Regions from separate parts of the Triticum aestivum genome. Here region 1 is linked to region 2. A link is a contact called in public Hi-C data. All regions are on one chromosome and are shown on one strand. The core of a region is the stretch at or near the end of the contact, and the rest is flanking DNA. Distances in the headings are between cores, read along the strand shown. Region 1 has its middle 19 kb from the start of LOC123156670. Region 2 holds the start of LOC123155875 (ABC transporter C family member 8).

What was found. A called contact is a pair of places that touch in the nucleus more often than the background predicts.
Region 1: a Hi-C map of leaf shows a contact between it and region 2, with 6 times the contacts expected there. The contact joins the enhancer-like site here to the promoter of LOC123155875 in region 2. A contact is called at or near these places in 5 of 5 Hi-C or Micro-C datasets (leaf, root and an unstated tissue).

What each region holds. Positions count from the first base shown.
Region 1 is chr7B:499,445,764-499,452,753 of IWGSC CS RefSeq v2.1, forward strand. No RefSeq gene overlaps it. Among protein-coding and RNA genes, the nearest start is that of LOC123156670, 19 kb to the right of the region's middle. Within about 2 kb of position 3,373, at least 4 of the 8 cell types and tissues checked have an H3K27ac peak or open chromatin away from gene starts, as enhancers often do. A contact at or near this core is called in leaf, where this site is marked.
Region 2 is chr7B:499,305,378-499,312,739 of IWGSC CS RefSeq v2.1, forward strand. LOC123155875 (ABC transporter C family member 8) reads right to left here and starts at 5,360. Exons shown (of 13, transcript XR_006477661.1): 1 at 5,023-5,360; 2 at 2,931-4,879; 3 at 2,509-2,829; 4 at 2,343-2,429; 5 at 1,643-2,257; 6 at 1,356-1,520; 7 at 935-1,229; 8 at 631-845; 9 at 240-545.

The DNA of each region.
Region 1 (6,990 bases), core at 2,123-4,622, 140 kb after region 2:
AGAAACGTGCCATAGTTTGCTCCTCATCTTTTGTGACATTGTCTTGAATAATGGAAATCTCCATTTCTTTGTAATACTCTTCAATGGACTTGGTGCCTTGCTTGAGAAGTTGCATTATCTTGAAGAGGTTGCGACTATAGTATGTAGGCACAAAGCATGCTCTCATGACCTCCCTCATTTGATTCATGTTGTGATGGGTGGATCACCTTTTGCTTCGCGTCGCTCAATGACTTGTTCCCACCAAATGAGAACATAGTCTTGGAACTCAAGTGAGGCCATGGTGATACTTTTATCCTCTTCGTAATTGTGTAGAAGAAATATTTTGTTGACCTTCAATGCCCATGAAAGGTAGTCTTCGGGATCATTGCTTTCGGAAAACTTTGGCATGTTGAACTTGAGCTTGTTGTGCATTGCTCTTCAATGCGTTGGGGGCGATGGTGATGGCACTCTTGCCGTGGTGGAGGGTCTTGAACCACTTGTTCCTCGTGCTCCTCTTGATTAGCTTGACGTTGTGGGCGTGGAATTCTTGCACGGTTCCTCATCTCTTGGCGCTCCTCAAGGCGTGTGGCTTCTTCTTGTCGCTCTTGTCTGAGGACCTCTTCTTGTAGACGTACTTGCCGTTTGCACTCTCGTGTGTTGTGAGTTACTTCACGTAGAGCACATTGGGCTTCAAGGGCTTATTTCTCGTGGCGTTGTTACTCTTGTTGTAGGGCATCGCCATCTTGGTTATCCTGGTGATGTTGGCGTCGTGGAGCTTGCTCTTATTCCATAGGATCATTAGCTTGGCAACGATGTCGGTCATGTTCCCGAAGGCGATCTTGTAAACCATTGCCATGAAATGGATTTTGTGGAGCTTGATGATCTTCATTTGAGGAATATTTTGATGCTGAGAGTTAGAGAGGAGCATGACCTCGTTGGAATTGAACTGTTGAATGTTCCATTTGAGGAGTTCTTCGCGTTTTTCAATCTAAAGACCCTCGATAAATTAATGATCACTTGCTACTGCCTGTAAGTAGTACTACTTCTGTCATTAAGTCTCTATATATAGGTCAGCTCTTTCATTGCATGTATTTTTAATTATCCTCACTATATTATGCAGATTGAAGATCGCCGAATTGAATAAAAGACAAACCGATGATATTGGGTTCATTAACACAAATCTCATAGATGCATATATAGTTGAATTTCAGGCCAAAGATACCGAGGCCAAGCTGCTACAATCGTTTGTATTAAATCAAAACAAAGCTATAATACTCTTCCCTTACGAATTTCAGTGAGTGTTACTGTCTTGTGCATATTCGGTTTCCCTTATTAGTCGAGGTTATAGTAATGTAATTGATGAGTTATGCATGCGTGCGCAGCTTCCACTATATTCTCCTAGAGATTAAGCTTGAGCAGGGACTAGTAACCGTCTTAGACTCGAGACGAAAAGATCCCAAGAAGTATGCGGACATGACTGAAATTCTAGAGAAGTAAGTTAAATCAATCATTATCGCACCATATCGGCAACTTTGTTCATTTTCTGATATCAAGTAATTGTTTTCTTTGTCTGGCAGGGTTTGGAAAAAATTCACCTCAAAAACTCCGGGACTGCCGAAGAAGCTACAATTTAGACACCCGAAAGTAAGTACCATAGTAGCATGTTCCACGCATCTCCTAGTGATTCAAGCGCTAGTTTCATCAATACCATTTAGCATGCTTGCTAATTATCAGTTTGATTGACCTCTATTTCTTGTAAAGTGGTTGTGGCAGGAACAAGGGAATGGTTATTGTGGATACTACATTTGCGAGTCCATCCGCCACACGACCTATGAGCGGGGCTACTCTGACAAACAATATGAAGTGCGTAAATAATAATATTCACAATTTTATTTTATTACCATCATTTGTGTTCAGTTTCATTTATTCATATATATGTATTGACCCCCTCTTCAAATTAGATATTTCGGATGCGGGATGAACTCCTACCACCAGATCGTATGCGAGGAATTCAAGAGGAATTGGCGGCATTCTTTCTTGACCACGTGATCGCTAAAGACAGATAATACCATGTGGACCCTGATCAGCTCGTTTTTAATTAGGAGATTATATTGTAAGAGATACTTATATTGTATATACTAGCAAACATGCCCGTGCGTTGCAACGGGAGAGAAAAATACATCGTGTCGCCGCCTATCCTCCATACCACCCGCACGATGATCATGATGTCCATCTTATTAGAACACGTCCAATTGTTGTCAATACTGAGGTGACGAGCTCGCCGACGTATATCAAACCTGTCATTGTGTCCACGCAAGCAAATGTTCAATTTTTTAACAACTAATCTTGGCAAGCTAGACACGTGGGGCACCCTTCGCGAGCTACTCCTTGCACCCAACACATACACCTCCCCTCATACTTCTACTCTTTTTACACAACGCCATGAATCAGAGTTAGTCGGGTCAAGGAGCCGGGTCGCGGTAGATCACGAGAGATGGAAGGCTCGTCGTGTACAAAGTGAATGGAAATGTTGCAGAGGCAGGACAGGACATGGCAAGATGTGATCCGATGTTCCTCCTTCCTTTTGTTGCAGAGGATGCGCAGTGCCACAATGGTGGTGACATAGTTAGCAGCAATGGGACAACATCGCTAAAGATACACACGCGGCAAGATGAAGTGTGGTGAGAAGCCAATACTCGGTGATGCAATGTTGTAGTGAGAAGATAGCACGGGTTTCACCGCATGGAAATGGAGTTCCTTATGAAATCTGACTTGGCATCGAAAAAGTTGTAAATCGTAATATCAAATTATTGATCATAAAAACCAAGGATGATCATCCATGGTGATGGGTCAGACCTGCATATTCGGCTATAAGCTGACGTCCTTTCAGACCATCTCCGCCATCGTCCACCATGTACTCCCGCGTGGTCATTGGAATAGCAAAAAAATGGAATCGTAAAAATCTATAGGGTACCCAGATGCTACCTTAATGTGGCTTGATGGAACACAGCAAAATACATACGCGGGTTCCGATTATTTCTCTTCGATAGCCATAGCCATGCAAGTTAGTCAGCCCAAAACAACATTACGCGGGCGATCATGTATATACTTAGTTGTTTTTAGGGGTATGTATGTACTTAGTTCTTTTTTTTGAGAATCATGTATGTACTTAGTTGATCTATCTTTCCTTACAAAGCTAACAATCATGCTAGTGAATTAGTTGGCTGACGCAATAAATCATGGAAATTTTACCATGGCGCATGGGAAAGCCCGCAAATAAATAATTCTTACTATGTACTGTACTACACGTCACACACCATGTTTGGCTGGACAGAGCCTCTGCATGCCAGCCACGCACACCACACACACAGCCACGAGTCAGACACATGCAACAACAGTACATCGCAACCGCTGCTGTCACCAAACCCGTGCAGGAAAAGGGCTCGATGATCCATCCCACCCATACCATGCAAAAAACAAAGATGACTCACATCTCTCTCCGTGCTTGGAATAATGGCGGCCCTTCCTTCGCTGCCTCTCCACCACTCCTCTCACCTTTTTCTTTCTCCCCTCTTTCTCCTCCTCCACGTCCTACCTCCGCCACACCTCCCCATCCCTGCCATGGCAGGCTCCCTCTCCTTCCTTCGCCACCATGACTCCGCGAGGTGTCCGGCCAGGGCGAAGGCGGCAACAGCCCGACAGTGACGTGCTGAGCTATGTAGCCAGGGAGGTGACTCAAGGCGAGGCGAGGTCGGGGCAGGTGCCGACGCGCGGTGGTGAGGCAGCGCAGTAGCAGGGCTGTGCGGGGATGGGACTTGGGAGCCTGCTACTTCCTTCCCCTGTACTCGTCGTCAGTCGCGCATCCTCTTCTCTGTCAGTGCGCCACCTCGTTCCCGACCCCGATCTCCTTCTTTGCCGACGACCGAAGCCACCAACCAGGACCCGTCGCCCACTGCCTTCTTTTCCCAATCATCTCCATGTTCCCTTCTTTTTTTCTCCAGTTACTGTCATCTCCCTCTATCTCTCTTGCTCTCTGTTACAGTGAGGCCGCCATGGACGCCCGAGGTCCTCCGGTCCGACCCACGCCCCGGCGGCCCTGCCGACTCGTGGCCTAGGTGAGCAGCAGCTGCACCGCATCGTTGCTCTGCCTCCTCTCTCCCTATCTATCTCTCCTCTGTCTCGCTCAACCCTCTCTTTTCTTCAACATGAAGACCACCATGCCCGCTGCAGGAGCTTTGAGCTGACCCCGCAGCATGGAGACCACCGCCGACCGTCCGTCGTCGGGAATCACCAGATCCGGCCCGCCGGCCAAGGCCACCTTCGACGGTTTCCTGTCCGCCGCGCTCTCGAAGGCCCGCCGCGACAGCGGGGTTTTTTCTGCAAAAAAACAAAACGTTATCTTAGGACTGCGGGTTGATTTCAAAGAAATAGAGGGGCCTTTTCGCAAAAATGCCGACGACGTACGACAGAAATTGTACTAGCTTTATTATTAGGTAAAGATAAAGATATAGCCAATAGCGTCGGATAGATATACGAGAACTTGTTGTTCGACTAATCTCTCAGAGAAGGAGAGGTGGTCGATACCACTTCTCTCTGTATGCATATGTTCATGACGATTTTCTGTTTCCTTCATTTGCTTACTAGCTAGCGTGTCTAGTCTTAGAACGTAGCGTCGACCAAGCACGGAGATAAGAGAGGACACTTCTCTCTATTAATTAGCTAGCTAACACAATATATGAAACACCTAAATTAACCCCCCAAAACCCACTAACCCCCCCCTCTTCAAAAAAAACAAAAACCTCAGCACCTGAAATGCTGACGCGTGGATGTCTATTAGTCCCGGTTGGTGCCACCAACCGGCATCAAAGGGCCTCCTGCCTGGGCTCGCTGCACCGGCCACGTGGAGGCCCATCTGTCCCGGTTTGTGTAAGAACCGGGACTAAAGGTCTAGGGCATTAGTACCGATACTTTAGTCCCGGTTCAAAAACCGGGACAAATGACCCTTACGAACCGGGACAATAGACCATTTTTCTACTAATGATATACTTTAAAGTGTAGATTCACTCACTTTGATGCGTATGTAGTCAAAAAGACTTATATGTGGGAAGGGAGTATCACATAGTTAAAATGACTTAAAGTGTAGATTCACTCAATTTGCTTCGTACGTAGTCATATTAGAATCTCACGATACGACATAGTTCAGCACCAGCGTGAGAAGAAATCTGTGGAGACATCGTGTGCCCACCACGAACCAAAATACTGGAAGTCTTCGACTGGGTAGGACAGACTGACAGCATATATAACAAAAAAAAAACTATCCTCTTGCAGCACTGAGCATTAAGATCCCGATGCGAATGAATACAGATCGCGATCTTCCTTATTCTCCCGTCAAAATCAGATCTTGATCTTCCTTATTTTTCCACGAAAATCAGATCGTGATCTGATGCTAGAAAATATCTGCACCTGAGTCATCAGGGCGCTGTTTATTGTGTATCTGTTCACAGACAAATGTTGTGTATCCATGCCGGCCGCTTCTCCAAGAAGCCAAGGGATGTCGCTTGTAATGTCCTCTACCACTCCTTTCGACCACAAGTAAAAGAAATGGATTTGCAGGTACGCAAATACACATTGAAACGATTGATGTCCATGTGGTGCCAAGTCCTTCAATTTTAGCCTTCTTTTTTTTCTTTCTTTTTGTCTCCTCCAACCGTAGTTGTCGAAGGCTTGCCACCGCCACCTTGGTTCCTCTCCTCTCTCCCCTCCCGCGATCTCGTTGGTGGCTAGAGGAGTGGAGACTCGTCCTTTCCATGCTTTCTTAGTTTTGGTAGGGTCTCGTGTAATGATGGCGATGACGCACTAGAATAAGATCTCTCTAACCTCTTCCTACCTTGACGACGTCAGGTCCGACGCCAGCAAAAGGAGCATATGTCTTGTCAGATCTGTTGGCTATCTTCGGATTTTCGCAGTTGATGTGTCAGTCAAGGTAAGTGGTTAGTTGAGTCTTGGTGCGATGATTTTGGTGTCTTCTTTCAATTTCTTTGGTGGCATGATCCGGTTTCTCTGACCCTCTTAGCAAGTGGTGAAGAATTGAAGCTTGTGTGGGGGTGACGCCCAAACAAATATTCCTCAAGCCATTTCTAGATCTCGTTTCAAGCGGTGAGTCACTTTTGTTGTTTTTAAAGCCTCGTATGACAAGGGCGTTTGCAGGTGTACCTTTTCTTTAATGTCGGTTCAGTGCAGTTTTCCATCCCACGATGGCGGCGTACAATTGAAGGAAGAGGATGGCTAGTCTGATTTTCCATATTATTTTAACTGGTAGTTTTGCGTCCAAACGTTTTTCCATTGCACTAGCTAATGTTTTCCTTGATAATTATCAATCTAAGATGCCTTTTGGTGTCTTTTCTAAAAAGAGTAAGTGTTAAGTAAGACCGCGACAAAGCGGGATTTTTTGTTCCACAAATGCAACCCTGAACTCTGAAACTAAATGAACAAGTCAGTTGGCCTTTTTTGGAAAAAGAAATATATTAATACCGAGAACATATCAATTACATCTAGCCTCTACATTAACACAATCTTAAGAGATACTCAAGATATTGTGAATGCACACAAGTAAATTGTTAGAAGAAACATCAGGAAGGAGACGCTAGCAATAACCATCAATGCTGACAACCCCAGGTAATATGATAGGTTCTTAAAAAAATAACGCTTAAAGGAAGGGAATGACGACGAGCGCCACTGTCGATGGGCCAACCACAAAGGCTAGATCATGGATTTTCACCTCAGAGAAGATTCTAAGGAAACTCCATGCAACTCCTTCAACAAGGAAGCGTTGTGTGAACGACGACATTGGCAGGCTCAACTTATGAAGGTTGGGCCTAGAGTTTCACCCATGGAACTCGAGTCTTGCAGTCAAAGAGCACCACCTAGTCGACGTTGCCCTATGCTGCCACCACCTATCAATCCATCATTGCATATACAACCATGCAAATGCATAGTCCTGATGTGGGCCTA
Region 2 (7,362 bases), core at 4,110-6,609:
GTCAGATACATGAAACTTGAAGTGCTAGCAATCTAGTAAAATTAAACATGATCAGATTGTACATCATTTTATTTCCATCTGTCTTTGTTTAAGAAAGCTCATATCTTCTATTGCTTATGAATTATGATAAGAGAAAGTTCATTTAACATGATTCTTTTTCAGAACTATACTAGTAAGACTTTTTAGCACCTTTCTCGAACTACTTTGCATCCTTTTTTGCAGGAGGATCCTGTTCTCACCTCCCATATCTCATCATCGGAATGCAGACCAAGGGGGTCCAAATTATTGCGCACCGTTCCTCTGAAAAGTGTAGGTTCTTGGGGGATAATACTCAGTTTAGTTCTTAGATCCTTGAGACCAATAGAGCAAATATCCAAGTTGTCAATAAGTATCCTCCCACCCACAGGATCCACGAGACGGAACAGTGAGCTGATGAGTGTTGATTTCCCACTTCCTGTCCTCCCGACAACCCCAATTCTGTTTCCAGCAGGGAAGGTGCAAGTGATTCCTTTGAGAACAAGTGGCGTGTTTGGGCGGTATTTAATCTGCTCAGAAAAAAGTGCATGTTATTGCAACCTATTATTATTATTCTCAATTTCCATGATTATGTGCAAAGGAGATTATATTTACCTTCAAATCTTGCAGGTCTATTCTTCCCTCCTGTGGCCATGAAATTGGAGGCCTGTTATCTGGTATTATGGTGGGAGGCTCTGATGGAAGGTGCATATACTGCTTGATTCTCTCGACTGAAATGATATAGTTTTCTAGGTAGGAATAGTATCGTGTCAGGAAAACTTGTGCCGCGGTCAGGCTTAAAGCATAGGAGAGGCAAAGACCCGCAAAGCCTGGAAATATATTTCGCAAGTGTTCATCAAATCTGCAGACAGAGTTAAAAAAAAAAGGGATCTGTTCGCTGTAATGGTTATGTAGATACCTGGTGAAATTACTCCTGGAGGAACCAAAATAAGGAACAATGAAGATGTGAATATGGTCAAGCTTTGGAGTGCTTCCACTCTTATAAGAACCCACTCCTGCGCAGCAACCGTGTGGAAGAACATTGTCGCATCGTTGTCTATAAGCTGCAGGTTGTTGTGGATGAACCTGTCTGTTGCCGCGAAGGCCCTGATTGTCACCACACCAAGAATCGATTCTGATGCATAGTTCATGACAGGTGCCTTCGTTGTTCCATTAATTCTGACTAGCTCTCTGGCCGAGTCCACGTAGTACCTCTTCAATATTTGAAAACAAAGCATCAGATTTTAAACTCACAAGACACATTTCATCGGTCATCTCCTCTGGATTAATTTCCTGGGCTTAATTGCTTGGATCAATGTACAGCAAAGTAGACGACTTACCTGAACATATACCATGGATATTGCGACTGGGATTGCTACAACTAAGACCTGCCAAGTTACAGTACCCATGACCAGGACTGTCGTGACCACCTCGATGCCGCCAGTCACCACAAAAGCCATGGAGTAAGGTATGTCAAAGTCCAGAATGCTTAAATCTGATGAAGCCTGCATAGAGATAAATAAACCTTCGGTCAGGGACTCGTCACTAGTACTAGAGAAATTACATTTAGCTTGCTATGGTTATACTATTATTTTTGGGAGAGATGCAGTAAAGTAACCGTATATACCCTTGTCAATATTCTTCCAATGGGCGTCGAATCAAAGAATGACATGGGGGCCTTGAATACAGAGTCCATTAGACCCGTAAAGAATGCTTTGGAGGCCTTGAGTCCCAGATTAGCAGCAAAGAAGCTTCTGAGGTAGGCGAAGCAGCAGCTGAAGATGGAGATCCCCGAGTATGCCCCAACCAGAAGAGCATTACTGACATTGATCTGAATAGCCACGGCCAGCCAGTATGTGGACATGATTTGAAAGACTGTGAAAAGCACTTGAGCTGTAACCATCCCACAGAGGGGTAAAACGCCCTTGGAGACTTCTACGTAGTCTTTGTATGGCTTCCATCCGAGGTTGCCGATCCCCTTCTCCTCCTCTTCTGTGAGCTGGGCCACCGAAGGACCCCTCGTCGAGACTTCGATCTCGCTGGCCTGCCGCGTCGCCAGCAATGCGCTCGGCATTATACCGCCATCGAGCACCTGTTGCCCTTGGACTTCGTTCTCTTGGCTGGTGGTATCCAGTGCTGTGATTGAGGACTGATGTGCCGAAACTAGCTTCTCGAATGCGGTCCCGGATTCCAGTAGGTCTGCGTATTTCCCTTGCTGTTTAACCTGACCGCCTTCCATTACCTGTTGAAACAATCGCCGAGTATGATATAGGAGGATCATCGATATTACGAAATTTTGTGCAGTCATGTTCAGAAGATCTACTTACCAGAATCCTGTTGGTTTCAGTCAGAAATTCAACTTGGTGCGTCACAAGAACAACGGTCTTCTCTGAAAGTGCGGTCATCACACAATCCTGCAAGAACATCGACATCAGAACTTCGTGTGGTAGAAAACAAGCTGTTAGCATTAGAGATTAAGAGCCCCCTCCTTACATAGAAAAGAACTGCAGCAGTGTGCGCATCGACCGCGCTGAAAGGGTCGTCTAGGAGGTAGATATCTGCATCACTATAGACAGCTCTAGCAAGTTGAATCCTTTGCTTCTGGCCTCCACTCATGTTGAGCCCTCTCTGGCCGATCTCCGTAAGGTCTCCATGATTGAAATTTTCTATATCCTTGTCCAAAGCACAAGATTTGATTGCCTTCTCATACAGTTCCTTGTCGAAGGGCTTTCCGAAGAGTATATTGTCGCGGACAGTGCCACTCTGTATCCATGAATTTTGTGAAACATATGCCAGTGATCCAAATACGTCAACCTGCAAAACATAATGTTAACATTCTTTTTGTGGAAATGGAGAAATGAGCATGATTTAATCATTCCATCTGCATAAAGAGCATATACTTTTCTGTCACTTACTGATCCTGATGTTCTAGGTATCTCCCTAAGTAATGCATAAAGGAGCGAAGATTTTCCTGAGCCAACCGCGCCACAGACGGCCACCTTCTCTCCTTTGTTTATGCTAAGGTTGACATTCCTTAGCGTCAAATTGGCCGCACTCGCATTCCAGCTGAAATTTGCATCTTGGACATGAACCCTGATATCAGAATTATGTGGAGGCGCCCTCTCGGCACCCTCTTTGATCTCTTCTTCTATGAGAAATTTCTCGATACGGTCCAGCGACACCTTGTACTGGATCATCATTGTCAGGATCTCAGGAAGGAACCTCACCGGCTCAGCCATGACCCTCAGGGTGGCCAAGACCGTGAAGAGGGTACTGGCATTCAGGGGGGCACTCCCCAGGATCGCCGTTGCGGTGTACATCACCGCAGAGACGACCGTCGGGGACATCCAGTACATGACGGCGCCGTAGGCCTTCTTCATCTGGGTCTCCCTCAACCATATGAACTCGGCGTTTCTGAGGGACTCGACCATGGCCCGGAACTTCTCCTCCCATGACTGCAGCTTGATGATCTTCATGCTGTTGAGCACCTCGGACGTGGACCGGAGCCTATCATCCTGTGCAACCATGAACTTGGCCTGGTACCCTTGCAGAAGCTTTGCGAACGGCATGTTGAGGAAGCCGAAGATGATCAGGGGGACTAGACCCGGGACCGCCCCGAGCCTGAGCGCCCAAAAGAGCGTGCCTACTGCAAAGGCGAGCTGGAGCGGCGAGCTCCACGCCATGTGAAACCAGCTGAGAGCATCGCCGAGCCGGTAAGCGTCGACGGCAATGTAGTTGACTATCTCCCCGGTTGAATGGCTCTTCCTCCCCTGGCTGGACAGCTTGAGCTGCTTCTGAAAGATGGCCGCCATTAGCGCGGACCGGATGCGCATCCCGGTCCTCCTGGAGTCGAAGAACCAATGGCGCTGGGACAGCGACTCGACGAGCTTGATGACGAGCAGGCAGCCGACGAGCGACAGACCAACGCGGTGATCCCTCTCTTCTTGGTAGCTGTACCGTACGAACGCAAAGAGCAATATAGGGGCGACGGCTATGGCCAGCGTTCTCATGAAGGCGTAGAAGCCGGCGATCATGATCTCCCTGAGGAAGCACTTGCACAGGACGAGGGCGAGCCTGTTGGATCTCCCGCTCTGCGCCTTGTCCTGCCGGTGGCGGCTCCATGCCTCAGAGAACCTATGTGAGGCTTGCTGTGCGCAGTCCTCGCCGGCGATGAGCGGGATGTCGGCGAGGTCCAGTGCTTTTGAGCGGCCGAGGCGGAGCAGTGGGTTCAGCCACGAGAAGGCGAGCTGGCTGAACAGGCCGGCCCGGTAGAGTTCCGAGTCGTGAACTGCCTTGTCAATCAAGGGCTCCGACAGGCCGTCGTCGTCCTGGCAGCCACGGCTCCGCCGGAGCAGCGAGCCGAGGGCGCAGAGCAGGAGGAGGAAGTTGACCGCCCACGCGACACCCTCCGCGACGTCGAGCCCATAGCCCATGGCAAGGACCTCCGCATTGTACGCGGTGATGAGCAGCGAGAAGAGCGTCCACCAGAGAACGGCCACGGCCCTGGCCGGCCTCGTCGGCTGGACGTGCAACGAGGCCGCCACGGCCACCCACACCAGCCCCCTGACGACGGAGGCCGTGGTGGCCGCCGCATCCGCGGAGCCCCTGAACGCGGCGACGGCGTACGCCGCCGCGACCGCCACGCAGCACGCGGAGACCGCGGCCACCCCCCACCGCCGCCTTGCGCCGCCGCTTCTTGCCCGCCCATCCCACCGCCCGCTGACGCAGGCCGCGAGCAGCGCGGAGGCGTAGGCGGCGAGGAGCACGATATTGACGCAGTCGACCAGACCCCTCTGCACGCACGGCGACGCGAGGGTGAGCCCGCCGCCGTCCTCCCGCCCGCAGGTCCACGAGGGCGACCAACCTGCCACACACACGCACCCAAATTCCAACCCAAGCAAAGCAACGGCGTTAATTAAGCGACGCTGAATGCACGGAGCGTCAAGAATCTCCGGAAGGGTTTACAAGAAGAAGAGGAAGGGAGCTTCGTCCCGTCTTCCTCCTTACCGAGAGAGGCCATGGCCGGATCGCCCAGCTTATCGGCCGTCCCTGCGCCTCGCATGCAGCAGCGGCCGACGCGTCGCCTATTCCTGGGCAGGAGACGAGGAGGAGGGAAGGAAGCCACTTGTTTATATTATAGCAGCACTAGCGGAGTGCAGCAGCGTGTGCGTTCACGTATATTCGCACGCGGGTACGGACAGGCGGAGGATTTGTCTGAGATCGATAGCGGAAGAGAAGTGAAGAGAAGACCACTCCGGACTGTGGTGGCCGGAGGACGCCCTGCAAAACTCGGATTTGTCCGCCGTCGCTTTCAGGCGCGGCGTTGTTGAGCCGAACTCGTGTGGGGAGGTAGAAGAAGAGCAGGTCGCACGCTGGCGGCCTCGGCGTCTCCTTGTCGTTTTCCTCGTACAGGCACTGGTTGGTTGCGGCTGGTGAGTCTGCGTATGGCGTGACGTGGCGACGGACGGCTGGCATGGCAAGGCCAGGCTAGGCGCATTCACTCCGTCGTGGCTACTGGTCGAGGTCTGGCACCAAATCGATGTGAGCCGTCAATTTTTCACGACTAATATTATACTCTTTACCTCTTGTGGAGTAAGACGTTGTCCATGATCATGTGGGGCTAGTATGGACGTTTCACTTTCGCAAAAATAAGGAAGTAATGTATAGCGCCATTAAAACATGAAGGCAAATAAGGAAAGATATATCAAGGAAATTTATGCTCGGGAGGTGAGATCACTAAATCTACCAAGAATATCTTCTATTTATTTTGTTTTACTTACCACTCCCTCTGTTCCTAAGTATTTGTCTTTCGAAAGATTTCAAATGTACTACCACATACAGATGTATATAGACATAATTTAGATAGTAGATTCACTCATTTTGTTCTGTATGTAGTCACTTGTTGAAATCTCTAGAAAGACAAATATTTAGGAACGGAGGGAGTATATCTATATGATCAAAATTACCCTCAATTGATCCACCACTCTTAGAGCATTTCCACCAGGATTTAGCAAATCCGCCCCCCTCTATGTTCGCGAACACATCCGGATCACCCCTCATATCTCGTGTCCGGAAACCACATACCTCAAATCCGGACTCTCAAATCCATGCACGTTCATCATACATTGCCAGTGTTGCACGTAATAAATAACAAATATTGGTATAAAAAATACATAGTTTTACATAAAATTTATTTTAAGTGCACTTCAAACAAGCTTATTGGTTTTCATTATGGGTCCACATATGCTCCACAAGATCACTAAGTAGCTGCGCATGCACCTGATGATCTCGAAGATTTCAATGCATCTGCAAAAAGTTCATAAGCTGATTTGCATCTTGATTTTAGGGATTTGAAATTGTTCTCCGGGCGCTTCAAAATCATTGGTTTGGGACCCTCATTCTCGACAATCGTAAAGTGTGCAAAATAACACAATATGTTATCAGCTACCACAAAGTTTATGATGCCCACATCATTGCAGCTCCATGAACAATTCCCAAATTAGTTTGAAGCACTTTGAATGCCCTCTTGACATCCTTCCTAGCTGCTTCCTGCATTGTTGCAAAGTGGCTTTGTTTGTTGCTGTGTGGTTCGGATATGGTCTTAACGAATGCCGCCCGCTGAGGATAGATGCCACCGGCAAGATAGTATCCCATATTGTAGTCACGGTCGTTGATAGCGTAGTTGCACGGCCACGATTCCCCACTATAAATCCTCTTGAACCCAAGAGCCTGGCATTGCAAAGAAAGCATGCCAAGTCCATGCCACTGCTTTTAGTATGATGGTGGCCTCTTTGGTGCGACCTTGATATATTCCTCGCAAACTTTTGGGGCGATTCTTCAATGCACACAATCAATTGATCCAAGCATTCCTGTAAATCCTCTGGCCTCTCTAATAGCCAACAACTTTTCTATGTCCTGCACATTTGGTTCTCTCAGATACTCTGCTCCAAACACCTGCACCACAACGTGGGCAAACTTAACAATAGTCTTTAGCCATGTGCTCTTCCCCATTCGGACCATCTCACCAACGGCATCTGCGACAATACCAAGTGCAAGCATCCTCAGAGAAGGCGTGCATTTCTGCTTAGCAGAGAAAGAAAGTTGGCTGCAACAATCCCTTGTGAGCTTGAAGTAGTCATCACGTGCCCCATTCCCTCCACAGTGCGCAAAAACAATAGTTTTCACATGCGAAAACGGCGATGAAAAAATGGATCATCCGAAAAAGTTGGGTCTGGAGCAAAATAATCCTTCTGCAGTAGCCGTGCTCTGGAGATCCTATCCTGATTGATCACTCTTCTCCCTTTGATCGAACCCTTGAAGTTTAGAATATGCTCCACCCATCCGTTC